Linked DNA regions of Clupea harengus: region 1 is linked to region 2. Evidence: chromatin contacts called from public Hi-C data. All regions are on one chromosome and are shown on one strand. The core of a region is the stretch at or near the end of the contact, and the rest is flanking DNA. Distances in the headings are between cores, read along the strand shown. Region 1 holds the start of cxadr (coxsackievirus and adenovirus receptor homolog). Region 2 has its middle 67 kb from the start of cxadr.

Region 1 (7,288 bases), core at 1,389-3,888, 69 kb before region 2:
AAAGGGAAGCGTATTCAGGTGGTTGCAATGTGCAGCCTCGCTACTCGATGCCATAAAGTCCCACATATTGTACCTTCAATTTCTGTTTTGACCTCTGATCATGATTTTTATTTTAAGAGGTTATGACCGTTTCCATGAAGATCAAGCATAGTAATTGATGAAAACATTTATGTTCTTTGAAAATTACATGATGAAAAGCTCATGCAAACCCAAATGCACTGAGAGTGATTCTGATCCCATAGGTTCTGTAACAGGAATGGAAGAGAACAAAGCAGAGTTGTTTAAATTATTTAAGGACATGGTATGGTTGCTTTAGTAAAGCGTCTTGGGTTGCTTCATGGTAGATTCAACCTGCAGCATCTGTTTGTAGTTGTTTTGCAATAAAGTGATGCAGAAAGCTGTGTGTTGAAAAATTATATATTTGGTCAAAAACTGTCAGATTTGCCCTTTAAGTGGTGCTTCGGTCTGAGAGAATATAAATCAAATTGGTTCTGTTCTTCTCAGGTACAGTGAAGACACCCCACCCTTTACTCTTGCAAGGTTCATTGGAGATGATGATAATGAGAATGTCTTGCTGAAAGTGAGAAGTGCCCTGGAAAGAGTCACCTCTGACTATCATTCGGAGACCTCATCTGATGATGATGGTGTCTGTATATCCCCACCTCCTGAGAATGACAGTGCTTTCACTACCCCTCCTCCAGAGAGGGACAGTGGTTATGGCACTGCTTCTCCTAAAAACATTTTCTGTGCCAGGCCTTCTCCTGACAACAATAGTATCAGTGCCACTTCATCACCCCCAAATAGGCGTGGTGGTGCCACCACACCTCCTCAAAACAGAAGTCCTCCTATGCAGGTACACTGAGAGAAAGTTGCATCCAAAACAAAGCCTATGTGTCATTTACCTCTTCATCAATTATTCTTTGGTATGGAGGTGAAATTTGAGTGTGTGTGTGTTTGTGTGTGTTTTCATTTGTTTTTCTCAAGGTTGATTACCCAGGTCCACAACCATTGGCAGCACTCTCATGGAGAATACCTGTGAGATCTCCTGTTGAGCCACGACCCTATTTCATGCTGAACCCACGTGTCAGGCCCTTTCCTCCGGTCAGGCCTCATAGTTGGTCGAGGCCGGTCTACCGCAATCCTATGTGGAGCTGTCCTGCCCGATCTCACCGTGGAGGAACTGCAGCAATATGGTCTTCGCCTGGAAATGAAAGAAGATTCGCAGGAAGGATGCATTTGAACAGACCACTGAAGTAACTTGACCAAATACGTTTTTAAAAATAATTGAAGTCACTACTTGTTTTGTATGTCCGATTCGCATGAATGTTTTTGCACTTTAGGTGACTTGTTGGAGAATTGTACTTGATTAGGTTTTGTATTTTGATTAATCAGATTTTGTATTATTTATGTATAATGTCTAATGCAATCAGTGTTCTTTGATAATGGTCTGTATATTGTCAATAACTAATATTTAAAAGACAGTATTGTATTTATTTACACAATGGTGTTAATCCTATTATGGAAAATAAACGTGCATTTTCTAACCTGTACAGGTTCAGTTGGGAAATATCTGTCATGATGGCTTTTCGTTACTATACTTTGTAGTTCTATTTTAGTTTTCACAGAACAATAAATTAATAGTTTGAAAGGAAAGAGAACAAAAGGGGCTCTGAAATAAAAAATATGGGATCTATTTGAAAGCTTTCCAGGTCAGAGACCATACATACTGAGACAGAAAAGGCAGAATGAGACTGTCTTCTTCCTATTGTAATGGACCGAGGGCAATGAAACAAACCATTATTCAAAAAAGCTGTCATAACTACCAAACTACCAATGAGTAATGATGAATAATGACTTTGATTGGGGATCACCATGTTGAAAATGAAATGCTCTGAGGCTAATGAGGATCAGAGGCCAAGTTGCTTTATCAGATAACAGGATGAGCAAATGCAGCAAGTGAATCTCTTACATGGCAGGCTTTGATAGTGAAATTATATTGCAGTGCCGTATTAATATGTTCACAGAATTAATTATTGTACAGAAGGCTCACTTTGATTGTATGCTAATGGCATCAATACTACTCAGTCAGTGGCCTTCTGACAAGGTTATGGTTTTCAAAGCCTATAGGTGTGTAAAACTGGTCATCTCGTTATGGGAAGGTCATGTGGTGGTATTCTCATCAGTTTGTCCAAAAATGGGAAGTGTTTAGGTTTCCATGAAATCTAGATTCATGCGTAAGAGCCCATACATAGCCTACCTACTTAATCACTGCATAGGCCTGCAGCATGGCCTTAAAAAGCAATTTTAAGCAGGTCAATAGACCCCTTCTTAAACAAGAAGAAATACAAGATTGTCCTTTTTTCTTTGTTATTATGACTGACTTACAAAATATTTGTTGATTATAGGAAGGACAGGGTTTTGGCATTTTGACAGCAAAACTGTCTGCCACCACGTATGGGATTCATAGAAATATAATATATGACACAATTGGTTGCCTATATTAAACGTACCATAGGTCCAGTTTATATGCACACTAGGTGGCGTACAAGGTGCATTGTGCTTAAACAAACTTTACAATGGGAATGGGTACCCTCCGGAAATCACGTGTCTGTATCCCAGCCTCTATCCACCTGCTGAGGCAGAGAGGGAGCGGAGTTTTAATACAACGAAAGGGAGGTCGGAGAGAAAAGGCATCGAAGTTGGTGTGTTGTTTTATGCCAAGAAGAACCCGTGGATTTAAACCAAAAGGGATGGATTTGACGACATTTCACTTTTGTTACTTTCTATTAGTAGTCACCGCAGGTATGTTCTTCAGATTTATTTTTCATTACTTTGGTGAATGTCCCACAATTTGAGGTAACGTAATGTTCCTGAAGTAACGTTGGCCTTAACGTACCAGCTTCCGAGTCCACAACTTAACCAACGTTCGGTAACGTTCGCTGGTTTTCGAGTTACAAAGTTAGTGTTGTGCGACCGGAGACGTAGTCTTTCTTGTGGGTTTGTATATGAATTGATTCAAATTTGTATTTTTATTTACTGACCCTTTCGCACCGAATTTGTTCCTCAAGCAAGTGAGATTATGAGCTAGCTGTATAATGTTACCACAGGTAGTAAAGACACAATAGCTAGCAGCAGAGACCATGCGACAGGTTCATCAACTCTAACGTTTCGGTGTTGACCCAGCACTGACATAATTGTTACTGGTTCTTGTGAGATGAAACTTGAATGCTTCGTTATTAGGCAGCCTCCTCCGTAGTAACTCTTAATATACCCCCATGTTTTATTTAATTGTTCAAACAACGCGACGTCTTATGTAAATCGATATTGGCAACAAAACATGCTAGCAGACATTAAGAAAGTTGAATTAAATACAATATCAGTGAATCCCCCATTGTGTCTTTGGGATTTCAGTGAAATAATTTCACGAATTTACGTGAAACGGCTGAAGGTCATGCTTGGGATAAAATTTGACATTTTAAACTGAAGTTACGCCAGGTAAACATTAACGTTAAATCTAATGTGATCGGGGATTTAAAAGATATATACAAACCCATGTAATTGAGAGAGCGTTTCTTTAGTGTAACGTCAAGGAGTTAAGGAAACTTGATATTAGGCTAATTCCTAATATTGGGCTTATAACACGGCTAGATCATTTATTTGATCGTTTTGGGTGGAATGTGGCGTAACTGGCATTATCTGTGAAAATTCGTTGTCAGTGTTAATCTGTTTGTTTTAGTGGAATTTCATGCTAAATCTAAAGCGTCAAAAATCACATACTTCAGTCTTGGAACCTAGCTTCCACATGGCTATAAAACTAACGTTAGGTTTATGGAAAATATGACATTGAATATAGCCCAAAGACCTATAATTGCCAATTATTTCGCCCAAACTGTAATCTACGTGGGAAATGTTCTCAGCAAATCGTTCGTGTATGATGCAGACATCAGACTTAGTTGGTATTAAGTTGTGAGAAAAATGTTTTGTGACCTTCAGTTAATTGGTATTCAGGCCATCTTTAGAAGGAGTGTTTCAACAGTTTGTTTTGCCGCCGATAGCTAGTTAACACAATGCCTTGATCCGCCTTAAATCCTTCACCGGGTTTCAAAGAGCGGCGGGTTTGTCTACCATCTGCCAGAGTAAAAGCGACCAATAGCCCACCCCGCCCCCTTCAACCCCTCCTAAAGACAACAGTCCACGGGTCTTTATATGTAGATCTGATACCTTTCCCCCAGCAAGTTATTTGCTATTCCTACTCGTAGTTCAAACACAAAGGTAGATGTTTCATTTCCTTTTCATGTGATCAGCAGTTCAGATTTGCGTCCAGCAAACGGAACATTTCAGTTCCAAGTAATGGGAACACCATAGAGACCACACAATGTTCATGTGCAACATACATATCTGTGTTTTGTTTTGTAGTAACCCAAATTTCCCTCTGCTCATGATGAATTATTGTATTTGGAAGGGAGTAAACACGACCACTACCAATGTAGCTGTTCCGTCCGTAATTGGGTACAGACCCTCAGGGGTCGTCTCAGTTGGCCCCATGTCCTGTCTGGTTTAAAATCTGTTGATTGCTCTGAGATGGTCCTCTATCGCATGAAGGCATATGGAGAGACAAAGTGTTCAGGGTTATATGTGATGCAGATGGATTGTTAATATTGATTGCCAATGAAACGGCTGCTGTAAAATGCAGTTACAGTTTCTAAATGTACCCCTTTTTTTTGTGTGCCTTCTGACAGCGAAAAGGAGAACTGAAAGATGTAAGCTGAAAAATATTGGGCAGAAACTGCCACACCGATCCATTCTCTCCTTTTATGCCGGAAGTGAAACTAAATATAGATAGTGTTCAGATAAGGCCTTGGCACTAGTTGTAGCTAGCAGTTTAAAAGGCCACTAAGGTTAGAGAGAGATAGACAGAGACAGAGAGACAGACCACTGACAATAACATTCCAGTCCACTGGTCACTGATAAACCCCTAGTAATAATGACAGGCTTTGCATACAATTGCACTTCTCCAATGCATGTCTTTGTCATAGCCATAGACAGTGAAGACAATGATGTGAAGTTTGTGTGGTTCTGTTGAAGTTCCTTCCTCTCCCCCCTACTGTGTTTTTGTGTGTTCTCACACCATACACAATGTAGTAAAATGTAATTATCATTACAACAGCATTGCAAAGTTTGTTTAATAATAAAATTAGTTTCACACCAATAATAATATTTACGTCACCGAAGAGTCCAGCTCTTTGCAACATCCAGTTTTGACTTGCAGGGACATTAAAGTGCCCACACAAGAGTTTTGAGATTTCTGTTTGCTTAGTCCAGTGCCCTTTGGTAGTCATGTTCAGTGTGTAATTTCCTGTGTGTTTGGGAGCCCTCTCCCTCCAATCTGGTTAGTAAGCAGGTGCTAAGAGGGACAACCCAGGACTGGCTGTAGCTGTTTGCATTTCATACCAGCTCCTCACTTCCCTATCCTCTATACCAATGGTGACTAGTGGAGGTGTAATCCAGATAGGTTTTTACATGTGAAGTGCTAGTCAGATGGTTATTTGTTTAGTATGTGAAAGATGAGATGTCTTGTATAGATTATTCTGCAGTAGGCTTTGTACTATCTAATGGAACAAACACTGTATCAAAAGATTTCATATGTCGTGTTAGCAGATCAAGTGTGAAGTTGGCTGAAAATATTTACATAAATAGTAATGTGAGCTTGCAATACTAATCTAGTTTGGCTAGATTGAGAGGCCAAAAGGTTCAGTTAGTACCTGATCAGCCTTCCCACTTTAAACCCCCAGCCAGGCAACCGTTGCTAGGATACCTGTTGAAAACAGCAATGCAGGGATATCCTTGAAACGTGTGGTTGTGTGTCCCAGTGTGTTTGCTCTTAGATGTGTCAAGTCTATCCACTCCTGAATGCGAGTGGGTGTGGAAAACAAAAAAGGAGTGTGCAGGTTTTTTTTGTGTCTGTTTTTGTGGTCTCAAATGATGCTTTGTTTCTCCCATTTCTCAGATTAACCTTTAACACAACTTGAATTCACTCTCATGGGAAAGATCTTTGCCCTATTTAGCACCATTATCATGGATACATTTATCTTAGCCTTTGTCCCTGTGTCGGATCACATGACAGCATATTTCTCTCATATGTGGCCAGCACTATCGGGTTTCAAGGTAGCCTTTTGGTTTTGAGTTTCACTTGAAATGGTTCTGTTTTTGATGAATGAGACTGCTGGTCACAAATGGCCCTTATTCATCATACTCTCTGAGCATACTCTCTGAACAAAGGGTATCGAAATGTTTGTTTATCACGAAAAAAAACCAACAGGGGATGGCTCTCGCATGTCTTTTACCTGTGAGCACAGCCTAGGAGCTTTTCATCACCTCTGCCTAAGCATTGGAATATTCAATCAAGAGTTTGCAAGTAAAATTGCAATTTCTGCATACGACAATTAGTCTGTGTTATGTGCAGGCTATACTGATAGCTTTCAGATGGAATTAGATGGATTTACCATAAAAGTAGGATTCCAGTGGCGGATATTATTAGGCTTGCTATTATTTTATTTATACATTTATCCTTCCATATACTGCAGTACACATCATGCGTTTTCATGTTTTCCGCAAAAAACAAGACATTTTCAAGGAGATGCGATTTTGGTGTATGTGACCTGTGAGTATTTAGAATGGGATTGTGGTGAACTTTGCTGTAAATCTGTGTTTGTTTTCCACTAGTTATGTCGCATACATTCTCCTATCAGAGCAAATCCACAAATATGCCTTCAAAAACGCTTGCCTTTGGGACATGACTGTTAACGCAATTATGAGAATAGTGGAGGAAATAACTGAATGGCAGAACGAGAGCGAAAGAGGGAGAGCGCGAGGGAGCCAGTGGCTGATGGACTGAAACAGACTTGAGGCGAATGAACCGCTCAACCTGAGAGATTGTCATTGTCCCAAACGCAGGCAGTTCCTGCTGGAGGTCACCACTTTGCATTCCGTTCCCGTGGCGGAGCTGTCGTAACCGCGCAGCGCTGATTTCTGCAGTGGCAGTGCTGTGCTCTCACCTCCAAACCCAAACGCAAGCAGCCACTCTCTCGTTGTCCTTGGAAACTACCGCTTCATTTTTGTTAGACGGACTTGTGGACTGCGCATGGGCTGCATGGAGCAAGTGACGTAAATGTGGGGTCAAGCCTCGTAATCGGGCTGTTCGTGTCTGTATTTAGTTATAGATGTAAATGCACTTTGTCATCAGTGGGCAACAGTAGATGTAATGTCCTTCCTCCGTGCTGAGGCTGAG
Region 2 (7,350 bases), core at 3,956-6,455:
CTGACCTTGTTCACTCCAAATATTTAGCTGTGATTTTTAAGTCCGACATTTAGTCAAACCATCAGCTCAGTATCCATGACATGTTGTCCTTCATCTCCGAACATTCATTTATACAGTCCCTTCTTTGGAAGGAGCCATTTTAAACAACGGTTTCAGATTCTTTTTTTTATGAACATGGTTTCTGTTTTAATATGTATGTATATACTGTAATTTTGATTCTGAGTGTTACTTTCATTCGGATGAACTGTGTATGATAAATACTCGCTCACATGCTGTGATTAGCAAGTGTAAATCTGAAGATGAGGGTTTTGTTTGGGGGGTGGGGGGGCTCGTTATGCAACTTCAAATGACCTTAGGTGTAAATTAAGGGGGTTGTGTACAGACTCACACATGTGAAGGCTGTTGAGAGAATGTAACTGATTTCTGGGTCAGAAGAAACATCATTTGCAAACAAACCTGTGCTGGAACTCCATTCTCCTTTTTGTGTGTTGAGACGATGAAAACAGATGAAGGGCCCATTTAATCCTCCACTTCATGGAGACAGAGGGGCTGTTCATTCTTCTGCAAGCTCTCCTGGCTGAATGTTGTCTTCTGATTTTGGATAGGGACCTAGTCCTTTGGTAGCATAGACATCTAGCCATTCAACTGCTGATCTAAAATCGAAATTAAAAGTCAGTAGCGATTATAGGTGAAATTGTACAGGTCCTTGAAGTTAAATGACAACTACTACTTCTAATACAGTTAACTGTAGATTTGAAAAAGTGTACTAATATTGTTTAAAGATATTATTTCTTTCTTTGTTTTTGGTTTGCACATTATGTAAAAAAAAAACTTAGTTTTTTTTCTTTTGTGTGTGTAATTTTGTGATGAATTTTTAAATAATAAAAGAAACTGAAAAACAACAAACCGCCTCTCGTCTCTCCACCTCTCCCGTCTTCTTTCCACCCTTGTCCTCCGTCTGGGTGAGCAGCTGTTGTCTGGTGGTGTTGCCTAAATTAAAAATCGTTTTCATCCTCGTCCCCATCTCTCTCAGCAGTCTGCATATTCTCTCTAGCCCCTGTGCAAGCCAGTGGCTTTGCGGGGTGATTAATTTTAATCTCTCACCGATTTCCACATCTAACTCCAGGTGAGGTGACTCTACCCGCCTAATGACAGCGATTAATCAATGAGCCGTGAGAGCGAGAGAGAGAGAGAGAGTGGTGTCGTGTCGACGACAATGACTAGGGCCTGGAGGCTGGACACCGCAGCTACAGCAGCAGCAGAACGACTGATGTTCGGCTCCATCCGACTGCATTAAGCAGCGGTGCCCTTGGGGCCGCTTAATCAAACAGACTCCACGACTGGGCGATTTTACCTGCAGCAGATAGCCAGCCGCTATTGTACTTGCATGTATTGCTGGGGTGCCGATGACCAGTCGTTAGCCGAGCAGGTGATCAGTCATCGGGAGGCTGGTTTATCGGACAGCCTCACCGTATGTGTGGGCGGTATCCAATGTGCCGATCTCCACATCCTGGCCAACTGCTCCATGGCCGCCGCTGATTCAGGGCTTTGGCCTTCAGTCCGAGTGAGTCAGTGAGTTGTTTTCCTATCGTAGTGGATGCTCATCATGAGTTCTGCTAAGAGAATACCGTCAGTAGAGATTTACTCACGAACAGTTGATGGTTTAAAACTCAACTCCCCCCTCTGTAGTTAATATTTGATCATCGTCGATGTCAAGGTTCTACTAATGGGCTAAACAGTAGCAGAAATCGTAGAGGTGTGTTTCCTTGTAGAAATACATTGTTGCAAATGTGCTTTGGAATTATAAAGACTGTCAAGTTGAAAGTTGCTTTTTTTCTTTGACACAAGGCACCCAGAATCACAGATAGGGAGGTCAGTTTATCCAAAGAGAGATTACAATCAAATCGATTAGTTAGACAGAGTTGGATGTTATATTTGAACTTAAATTAGCTGTGTTTTTGTCAGTTCTGTAGGCCTAATTCAATGCACTTCATTCCCTAGCTGTGGCTGTTCCTTCCTCTGAATATTGTGGCTAATTCAAGTCTCACCAGAATGCCACTGTGTTCATCATCAGTGACGGCCGTGCTCTTCTGCCCTGGGGGTCTGATCAATGGCAAATGGCCATTTTGTTTCTGAACAGTTGACTGGTGGCCTAAAAATTGACTAATGGATTAAGCTGCAATGAAGCAGATGCCCATAGACATAATTGAGTTGTCAATAATGAATAGCACCCCGGAGTAGGGCCCACTGATCGATGGCTTGAGAATAGCCATGGACACTAACGACCCTTTGGAATAGTTCTGCCATTAGTTTATGTTTGTGTAGCTGGGCGAAATCATTATGCCGCCATTATTCGAATTTCTGCGTAAATGATCGCATAACAAAGTGGACGTGTTAATTGAGCGATTGCGCACAGTGTGCCCTCAAAACCGTCATCAAAAAGACATTAGTGTGGGCCGTAAATTGCTGATGCCAGGGGAATGTAATGGTATCATCTTGTAATCTTCCTTAAGTGACTTTTTTTTAACTAGACCTTTTTTTTCTCCTCCTTCGTGCTTGAATTTTAATTTACACAGCGAACTAATCCGCCACAAATAAGGAGACACCTTTTCTAACTAATTCCACCTATTGTCCTCAGACCGTCAGAGCAAAAGGGGAGAACATGGCCCGGCCTTTTTTAAGAACCTGGGATTTGCACGCCTCACTGTCACCCTCCCCCATTCCATTTCCCTACTGAAGGAATTAATTGTTTGCTCAAATCCTGGAGAAAGGTAGTGGGGCTTGATGGGGAAGACGGCGCGGGGGGCAACTGCTTATTGGCTGTCGACGAGGGTTTCCTAGGCAACCTTATCAGGTTGTACACATTCTGAGCAGGCTCGGTGAGGGAAACGATTTATCTTGTATGCGCAAAATGTCTCACTGCTGACAAAAGGATGTACTAAGAGCACCGGTCTAATCAAACTACTCCTCTTGCGGCAAGAAAGCAAAAAGTAATCCCGCCGAGAAGAAGGAGCTGCAAGCTGTTTTTGGAAACGTGATAGCTCTCAGGAGAGGAACGAGAGCACCCTTCCGCCCCCCACCCCCCACACCGTGCTTCAGAGGGTGCTGGCGCTGATTAGGATGTCATCTGTCTCTTCTCTCCCCTCCCGTGCCTTTCCACACCTCCGCATTCCTCCTGTAAAGCAAATAAGAGTAGGAGGGGATTTGTGTCTGCCCTTGGAAAAACCACCCCATTTTTGCCCATATTTGAAGCGCTGTGGTTTTGCTGCCTCCATATCTGGGTCAGTTCCCAGTCTTCACCGTTAGAACTGGAGTGTAGTTATATCCTACTGTTACACCAGCCTGTTACTTTGAGGAGACAGGAATGACCTTTGACCTCCTCTGGTGCTCATTTACGCCACTGCTGTACTTGCCACCAGTTATTTTTAAAACAAAGTCCCTTGGGGAAGAAAGGAATGCAGTCAATTGAAATATATATTTTGTGTGTTACCATGGCATATGGTTCTACAATTGGGATCAGAGTGGTGAATTTTTTACACCTGCAGCTACATTTCTTCCCCACACACAAAAAAAAGAGAATAAATGAAAATCCATTAAATAGCATTATGCAAGGTGCTGTTAAAGCAGCACTTAGTGCATCTGCCAGAATGACTTTGGTGTGTGCGTGAGGTGACATCATGCACCTTATAAATGAGCCTCAGCCATATTTCTCATGGGGAGGGAAGGAGGAGAGATGGCCCTGAAGGTGTGTCTGTGAGAGCGTGTGCACGTGTTTCTGTGTCTGTAAGTAAGAGGACGGAGGAGGTGAGGTAGACAAAGATGCACAGACAGACACATGCTCAGCAGGTGAAGGGGTTTAATACCCCCCCTGCCTCTGTCCCAGCATGGGGAGAGAAAAGTGAGTGGCTGCCTCTGATCAACTGCCTGTCAGTGGCGTCTGCTCCTAATCTACATCGTCTAATGTCAGATTGAAAAATAAAGCAGGGCTCCTGCCAAGGCAGGAGGTTCTTGAGGGAGGGTGTGTGTGTGTGTGTGTGTGTGTGTGTGTGTGTGTGTGTGTGTGTGTGTGTTGGGGTGGGGGGGCTGTGCTGTGTGTTTACAGAGGTTTACTCACTGCTTTTGTAGGCCATTAATCTCAGCCTCCTCTGGATTCCATTACAGGTAGTCAGCACACAGTGGAGTGCAATGGTGATGGTGGAATGAATTAGAAATACGAGTCCGATGCAGCCTTGAGTGTTGGCCGTGATGAGGTCTCTCCCCCCCCAACACACACTCTTCTCCCCCTCTCTCTTCTTTCAGTCTTTAGTCTTTCTCCTTGTCTTATTGGGGTCATCTCCTTTATTACCATGGAAATGGCGGTGATGTATCTGGTGTGAGTGAGCGTGTGTGTGTGAGCGTGTGTATGTGTGTGTGCGAGTGCAAGACCATCATCAAACATCTCCCTTGGGAGAGCAGAGGTCACACAACTTATTTAGTCCAGCTCTCTCCCTCTCTCTCTCCGTCGGCCTCCTCCTCCTCTCTCTTGCTCGTCGTCTCCCGACCTCTCGTTCTTTATCTGTCGATCGCTCGCCATAGCCCCCATTGGAGATGACAGAATCGCACCCCAGAGCTATTTCCAGCTGGGCAATTAGAGTGCCCTTCTCCATACCTCACACATGCATTCGTGCCCAGCATCAGACACTGAGCTCTTCCCCCAGGACCTAGCCATCATCCGCGGCTCCGAGCGGCGCTCCGAGGCCAGGGTTGATATGTCGGAGCGCTGCAGATAATTTGGCTTTCCTCCGGAGAGGGGCCGTAGATTGTTTATATGCTGGGATAATGGCTCCGGGGGACAGGCAGGGTCAGGCCGCAGACATAGGCGCTAGTAATTGGCTCTGAGATCTGGCCATGCGGTTGGTCTGAATGCCGGTGTGGTGGCGCTGGGGTCCTTCACACAGTAAGAGGGAGAGGGAGAGAGAAAAGGAGAGAGATCAGCATGGTTGGACATCTGAAGAACCTGCCAATCATGCTACTTAAAGGTTTGTTGTGTTGCACAGAAGAACACAGCTGAGCTTGTGTTGGTGTTGTTAAGTTTCTTTGGATGTGCACATAGAGAACATAATTATGGATGAGCGTCAGGAAACACTGGCAATGCAGTCCTCAGGTCTCACTGGTGCTGCAGCAGTTCACTAACAGAAGCAGCAGCATTCTTTTCTCCACTCAACCTATCAGAGACGGCAGAACCGCTTGTCATGCAAGAGCCTGGGTGAGAACACAGAACAGACCACCCTCTCAGCCAGGCAAGTTGTGCTCGTGATTCTAGCTCGCGCAAGACTACGTTCTCGTGTAAGACATGATGGCTCCAGGCTTAATGGTCACATATTAGTGAACATAAAAATCAATAGAGCTGCAGGGCTATTCTGAGGGTCTTCTCACAAGAACCTCTCAGGAGATATAGGCAGTTTATACCTCCCCAGAGAGAGAATGGTATTCACACAGGTTAGGTCTGACTTGCACTTCTCTGGGATTGAATCGTGAGATCTACCTTGACATTTAATAGTGGTTGTTAACATTAATAATGGACATGTTCCTGACCAGAATATGCTTGATGTCTGAGTGGTTTAGCGTCATTTTAAAGTCTGGGTTATTGTGTATTAGGTAAATGACATGTTAATGTGACATTTCGGAAGCAGATAGACAGTATAATGATATCAGATAGACAATAGTTATTTATAAGGCTGCTGTTGTATAAGAACAGCGTGGTCAAAATGACATCAGCCTATTTACTATGCGGTAGATTAAAGCCAGTAGCAAGGCTTAGAACAATAAATAGGCATCATCACCATGTTGGAACGGGGGAGAGTGGGAGTGTGCTGTGTTTGAACGTGATTATAAATGCTGAGAGAGACAGTGTGAGTGTTTCCACCTAATCTGCTTGATAGGGAGGAGAGTAAGCAATTTGATGTCTGACTAAAATATTTTTTTTTCTCCTCTTGGAAAGTTTCAGTGTTGCTCTAAAAACAAGCCTTAAATAAAAATTCCCTCATGAAGGGAAATCGGAAACCGGGAACATATGAGGGGATTGCTTTGTTTCTAAAACACCATGTTTTCAATAAAAGTATATGATGCCTCCTTTGCCATCTACCTTTTCACATTAAAGAGTAGCAGTGCTTTAATGTCAGCTGACTTGCAGTTCAGTTATTGTGTCTAGTTATTTATAGATACTGTAGCCTGTATTATATATTGATGTGTCCCCTGCAAATTACAAGCATTAGCTTGACATTGCAGGTACTGTAATGTTGCAGTACCAGATGAACTACAAGAGCATAGATGATTTCTTTACCTCTGTAGGGAAATGCGCAGTGATAGGAACTCATGTCCTTCCAGTGCACACCAAGGTTCTTTAGTTTCATATTATTCATACACATGCGCACACACACACACGAAAGCAAGACAGACCGGACCTGTACGTTTGTTTGTTGTTGTTGACTCTGAACTCGACAGTTCGACCGTTTTTTTTCTCTGCTCTCTCTGAACTCTGAACGTTACTCTAAAAAGTCTAGATACAGATATGTCCTTTTTAGCTGGGCTACCTTCCACTTTTGAAAATGTGTTGAAAAAAGATATGTCTCCATATGCTGTTGTTCATGATATTTACGAAAAGTATACTACGAAAAGTATCAAATATTTGCATTGAAATTAGCCATACTTTATCAAAGGTTTTTTTTTTTAGTCCGCACAGACCCTACATTACACGTCTAAATCACATACTTTCTGCCATCTTGTGTTCATCCGTGGAACAACTTAGCTCCGCTGTGCAGCACAACATTTTTGCTGATAGAAACTATTTTGTATTGTTTAGGGATTCATTATAATGTTGGTCTGCATTTATTCTTGAAATAATCAACTTATATCAATAGAATACACTCGTAGTTAGACTTTAGATACAAATAGAATTACAAATTATTTATGTTTGCCATCCCATGATGCTTTGGCGACATCTGCTGGTGAAGGGATCGTGGTGGGTCACAATGGACAATAGAAGTTAGTTTATCCGTCAAGTTTTCTATCAAAAAGAATATCCTTCGTATTGTAAATTACACAAAACATCCATATAAATAAAACTGAAGTTACATCTTGCTTTTAGTCAGTCTAAGGAGTCTAAGAAGTAACTGTTTCTAAGACTCCAGTCCCAACTAATTGAAGTAGCCTACGTCAAATATTCTTCGACAGTTTTCTAGTGCTTTACCCTAAATCTGTGACATGATATTAGCCGTCATTTAGTTAATTATATGGACTCTAATCACACTATTACAACATGATATTGTTCTCTATTGGTAAGATAAATTGCTTTGATTGATGTCTTTCTTT

Evidence for each region. A called contact is a pair of places that touch in the nucleus more often than the background predicts.
Region 1: a contact with region 2 is called in a Hi-C map of head, with 6 times the contacts expected there. The contact joins the promoter of cxadr here to the enhancer-like site in region 2. A contact is called at or near these places in 2 of 2 Hi-C or Micro-C datasets (head and muscle).

The regions. Positions count from the first base shown.
Region 1 is chr8:8,958,476-8,965,763 of Ch_v2.0.2, reverse strand. cxadr (coxsackievirus and adenovirus receptor homolog) reads left to right here and starts at 2,638. Exons shown (of 7, transcript XM_012837768.3): 1 at 2,638-2,802. The coding sequence starts at 2,715. btg3 (protein BTG3) reads left to right here. Exons shown (of 5, transcript XM_012837756.3): 4 at 505-853; 5 at 985-1,567. The coding sequence ends at 1,257.
Region 2 is chr8:8,892,401-8,899,750 of Ch_v2.0.2, reverse strand. No RefSeq gene overlaps it. Among protein-coding and RNA genes, the nearest start is that of cxadr, 67 kb to the left of the region's middle. Within about 2 kb of position 5,205, the one cell type or tissue checked has open chromatin away from gene starts, as enhancers often do.